2 separate regions of the Triticum aestivum genome follow, and region 1 is linked to region 2. A link is a contact called in public Hi-C data. All regions are on one chromosome and are shown on one strand. The core of a region is the stretch at or near the end of the contact, and the rest is flanking DNA. Distances in the headings are between cores, read along the strand shown.

Region 1 (2,700 bases), core at 75-2,574, 140 kb after region 2:
TGGTCGCCGCCGGCTAGAACGTATGTGTGCTCTCTTTTTTTTTTTTTTTGCGGGGAGTATGTGTGCTCTCTTGCCAAAGAAAAAAGTGACTAGCAGCAATTTTAAATTCAATATTTATTAGAAAGTTTCTTTTTTTTTGGTTCATTTTCTTTTGTCTTGTGTTTCAGACCAAACACAAGTTCTGGTGGTTTGTGGTTGTAAAGAGTGCTCCTCTAAAAAAATCGGGTTACCCAAATAGGTGAAAGTCAATTTTTGGTTTTGCAATTTTCTTTAGTGACCTGTCCCAAGCTCGTTCCCATAATTTTATTTTATTTTTCTTAAATACAGTATCGACGCAGACGCTCATATAAATGCATATGTACTCCCATGTATGAATGTACACTCGTACCCCTATGAACACTAAAAAAGACCGTATCTTTTTTTTGCGGAAAAAAAAATTGTATCCTATGAGCCCCTTAGAAAGACTGAGCTAACATCACATCTTAAAATTAACGAAGTAATTACAGATGTCTCGTAGTCGGGGAACAAAGTTGATCAAAGATGTCATGTGGAAACTCAGTCTTTACAGCGGTTAAGAAAAGATTTGGCACTGTTCAAAAGAAAAACAAAAGATTTTGCAATTCACTTGCCAACTTTATCATCCAACCCCATGCTGTCTTGTGGTATACTCCATCGTTTTGTGTAGTTGAAATTCTTCTAGCCCGTGGACTTTTGCTCATACCCCATCGTTTTGTGTAGATGCAGGGGTAGGGGTACTGCTGCCTAGTAGCAGTAGAGCGTAGCGTTGAAACGCGCATTATTTTACTCGCTAATCAGCCCGCAATGATGCGGAAATAACACGGGCGCGCGACAAGATGGCTGCATGTCAGCTGGAACCCCGGTACGACGTGCAGCAGCCCCATACCTAGGAGTAATACCCCTCCCCGGTCAAACCAGGACCACGCCGGCCGGCCGGCCGGCCACCCCCTCTCTCTCTCTCTGCGTCCCTGCAACTGCAGCGTCCTCCAAGCCTACCGCGGCCAGCCCCTAGCCTTCTACAGTGAGCCACTGCCGCTCTGAAAAGAGGCCTTCCATGCTGCCCCGCCACGCCCCCTCTCTCCCTCTCTCTCTCTCTCCCTCTCGACATTGCCGGCCCCAGAGCTCGGCCTCTTCAATGCTTTCCGGCCGCTACTGCCGCGCGAGCTGCCCCCTCCCGTTCCCGCTATAAAACACGCGCGTCCAGGCCATTGGAGGCTCCACCCCATTCTGTTTAGCCGCTAGCTGGTGGCTAGTACCGCTCGCCCCACTGACCCCAGCTCGCTTCTCCTTCTTCCCCACCCCATTATGTCTGCCCCTGTGTCGTGTGCTGCCGGCGTGGACCGGATGGAGGTAAGCGTTCATGCGCCCATGCAAGGATCGGCACTTCCCCGTGGTCTGTACTTTGTAGCTCACCTGGTTTTGCCTTTGCTTTGCTTCTGCAGAAGGCGAGGCGGCGGCAGGTGCCGGCGTTCGGGGAGTGGAACTACTGCTACTACTACGACGAGCCGCCGGCCGCGGCGGCGGTGGCCGTGGCGGCCGAGTGCTACGCGCCGGAGCCGGAGGCCTGCAGCGACGTGTGGTTCAGGTACTCGCCGCCTCCGCGCAAGCCCACGCCCAAGAAGACGCGGAGGCCGGACCAGGGCGACGTGGCCCGTCGGGAGAAGGGGGAGAGGCGCGGTGCCAGGGCGCTGGACGCTGCCGGCAGCGTGCCGCGCGCCACGGCCAAGGCCGGCTCCAGGGTGGTGCGCCCGGTCGACGAGGACCTGTACCAGGTGCCTCCGCCGGAGTTCACCTCCCGCCGGCCGAGGCGGAAGAGGAGCCTGCTGATGGGATGCCTGGGCCTCAACTCATGCGTCGCCTGAACCTGTGTGCCAATGGGATGCGAGCTGCGCGTTCTATTCTACTAGAGTGGTAGTGGTAGTGTTCACTAGATTGAGTGAGTGCTGGTTCTTTCTTGTTGTGTGTTATGTAGTTTTGATCTCTTGGGCAGTTGGGCTAGTGAGTGATCACTTGTAATGCTCTCGAGCTGTTTATTCCACCTTGAGTTTGTGTACGCAGGTCTCATGTGTTAGGTTGGGTCAGTCAGTGAGTTGATGGTGTAGATCTAGGCATGTTTGGATCGTGTCCAAAATGTACCCCACTTCAATATTTTGGCCAGGATCCAAAAATAGGTACCAGTGTTGCCTTACTCATGTCATGTGCAACCAGCACCTCAGCCAAAAAATTAGCTAGCTGATATTTTGGCGGGGCAATCTAGGGCATAAACCAAACACGCATCGAATCCAATGCTTCTCCCTTCCTTCTCTTCCCTCGTCACAATCTCGGTGGACGTACATGCTTTTCGGGCTGTTCTGTTCATCACAAGCAACCTGGAACTAAAGAAAGGGGCAGCAATCCATTATTGAGAGGAAATAACCCACCAATTTCAATTTGAACGTCATACTACCTGCAAACAACTACAGCTACAATGCCTTACTGACGGCCTAGCACAGCTCTATGAGATTCTCATCTTATAAACATAGCCAAGTTCGTCTGCACAGTTTTGTCTCTCTTCTTGTATGTTGGACATTGTAATTCATGCCCCGGCCCGTTGATTGTTCTGTCAATCCAAACTCGAGTCCGTATTCGGCCTTCTTCAGCCTCGTTGTAAAAAAGTTCTTATGTGCTCTTGCGCCACTTTGC
Region 2 (2,774 bases), core at 177-2,676:
TCGTCGTCCTCGGGGTCCTCGCCGGCGTCGTCCCGGTAGGCGTCCACGTATTGCTTGTGGCTGTGCGGGAGGGCCAGCGGGGGCTTGGTCGGCGACCTGTCCGTCACGCGGAGGTGCTGGAACCGCTCCCCTGCAACGGCTGGCGATCAGGGAAACGAAAATTAGTTGGACAGTGACCGCGGTGCTGTACTTCTGCTGCACATAAATTCAGGTTTTACTTCGGACACTGCATTGCATGCCATGGTAGACTTCTGGCGCCACCGTGCATGCATGCATTAACGCCATGGAGAAAAAAGGAGCAGGAATTCTAGCGTTCGAGCCGTTGGGTGATAAATTCCTCGCGACTTTCGACGCGGGTGCAGAAAGGGAACGTGCAAGGTGTAAGAAGCTGCTGTGGGTACTTCGTTTTTTACCAGCTCCTCTCTCTTGGACCATTCGTTTGAAAGCGAGTCGACAATGGGGACAGAGAGAGGCGAAAAGATGGAAAAGACGGCTTGTTTTTTGCACGAGAAGAAGGAACAAAAAAGTAATGAAGTTATCACAGTATCGCTCATGGTCATGCTAGGAAGAAGAAGAAGTTGTTTCTTTTACATGCGTCGTGGTTAAGCGATGGAGAGTGATGATTTTCATTACCGGAAGAACAGCCGGGGAAGATCTCGGAGCCCTTGAGGACGTACTCCACGCCGTCGGACGGATATATCACGTCGCTCTCCGAGAGGTCGTTCCACACGTAGCCGTTCTTGTAGTTCCTTCAATCAAAGAGTAACACAATTGCAAGACCATGAGCACATTACTACCACACGAGAAATACGTACGGAGCGTGTCCAATAAACGATCCGGCGCCTACCTCTTGCAAGACCATGAGAAGAGAGCGGGCATGCCTTTCCCCCTCAGCAGCGTCAGCTTGTCCATCACATCTTCGCGGCGACAAAAATGGAGCATCGATCATCAGCCATGGCTAGAAACAGATGACCAGGGACGCAGATGAAGGTGCAGATGGAAGAAGTGCATGCCTACCTTTGAGGCGGAGCGGCTGGTGGGGAAACTGCGCGAGCTCCATGAAGTGCGGGTGCTCGAGCTGGCCGCTGCGGCAGAGGTAGTAGATGATCTGCACCCGCCTCATGGGCCTCGCCGGCGCGGACCTCGCCGTCACCGCCGACGCGTACGCCGGCCTGCCGCGCTCCGGGCTCGCCTCCATCTGCGCCCTGCCGCCGCCGGCGTGGTGATGGAGCTTCCTCCCCTCTCCCGCCGCCTCCATTTCCTTCGCCTCACCACTCACTCGCTCTCTCCCTAGCTGCAAGCCTGCGACCGCAATGCAACTACGGCCCCGCTAGAACGGAAGTCAAGCCGTTTATATTAGAAGAAGAGCGGGTGCTCTGCTCAGCTCTGCGCTGCTGGGTGGTGGGCGTTGGGCTGGCGCCGGGCCCCGCGGGTTTTACTAGGGAAGACTGTGCGACGGTGAGGGCTTGAGGTCGTCATCATGCTACTATGATCGGTGGGGCGATGCGTGTGGAGCTGGGCTGGGCTGGAACATCCTGGTACCCCGCGCCCATGCTCCACTGCTCTCACTCCTCTTTACACACAGGTCGTCACTGCTACGTGTCGTAGTATGTCACGTCGCGCGCTTTGCGGTGCTCAAAAGAGCCCAACCGCCTGTCCATCGGTGCCACCCGCCCGTGTATCTCGCCACGCCAGCCCAACTTTCAGTTTTCACCGTGTCGCCTCGATCGCCAGGTTGAGTAGTAATTACCGTTGCTTTATTTACTCGATCGATTCGGTCGACCGACCCGTTTTCAGCAGCAGCAGCGGCGCACGCTCGATGGCATGGGGAGTGAAAATTAGCCTCGTATAGACTTTGGGCAGCGCGGCGCAGGGCGTCATCAGGCAAGCATGCACCGCCACTGTCGCGAAATAAGTGCGCCTGCCTCGGCGAGCAGTGGTGCCGCTGGCCCGCTGTGCGCGCGCGCGCCGGGTCCGGGGTCCGGACCCGGCCTGGCCGCCTCTGCCGCTCGAGCTTGTGCCGGGGCGCCGGGAAAAAAAGCTTGGGACGGGGGCCCTCTCTGGTTGGGTTTGGGTGGGTCAAGCGCTGATCGCGATCGGCTTAAATTTGACAATTGAGCGGATGATGAGAGGGGATCGCAGCTTTTGGAACTAGCCGGCGCGCGGGCGCGGGTGCCTCGTTGGATCTGGTATGATTTGAGTGGGTGGGAGGCTTTGGACGATTGCTGTTTCCACTGACGACCGGCTTTAGCTTCAGCGGATCGGATCCAATGCATGCACGAGATTTAAAGAATTGGACGGACGATGGAATGAGCCTGCAAGAATCCAAGCGCGCCATCCACGGTCTCGGGCTTGCACTGCACCTCATTGGCTTTTGTTCGTTTGCGGTCGGTATTGGCACAGTGCCGTCTGCCGTGCACCGGCGGATCGAGCGTTCGAGCGGGGTGTATCGGTGTCCATGAAAGAAAGGAAAAATGGCTCGACAAAATAGGGTAGTACGTAGAGGAGTAAAATTAGAAATGGCCGCCACCGCCATGCCTGCACTCACGGAGATATTCTCACCAATGAGACGGGCATGATGAATTGATGATCAGCAGTGTGTGGCAAATTTTCGTATTTTGACCATTTTCTAAAACCTATTCGAGATTTGACCCTAGTTTGAAAAAAAATCGAGATCTGACCCTTTTACTACTGCCAGAGTCCATGGCGGTAGGGTCTAACAGCCTACGGCAGGGACTTTGGCGGTAGGAAATATCGCTACCGCCAACCGGGCT

The links. A called contact is a pair of places that touch in the nucleus more often than the background predicts.
Region 1: a Hi-C map of leaf shows a contact between it and region 2, with 5 times the contacts expected there. The contact joins the promoter of LOC123081666 here to the promoter of LOC123084922 in region 2. A contact is called at or near these places in 2 of 5 Hi-C or Micro-C datasets (leaf and root).

Annotation. Positions count from the first base shown.
Region 1 is chr4A:30,311,197-30,313,896 of IWGSC CS RefSeq v2.1, forward strand. It overlaps LOC123081666, which reads left to right and starts at 1,325. Exons shown (of 2, transcript XM_044504215.1): 1 at 1,325-1,368; 2 at 1,461-2,321. The coding sequence starts at 1,363. The coding sequence ends at 1,880.
Region 2 is chr4A:30,175,392-30,178,165 of IWGSC CS RefSeq v2.1, forward strand. LOC123084922 (protein SOSEKI 2) reads right to left here and starts at 1,427. Exons shown (of 5, transcript XM_044506463.1): 1 at 1,018-1,427; 2 at 848-917; 3 at 634-749; 4 at 1-139. The coding sequence starts at 1,258.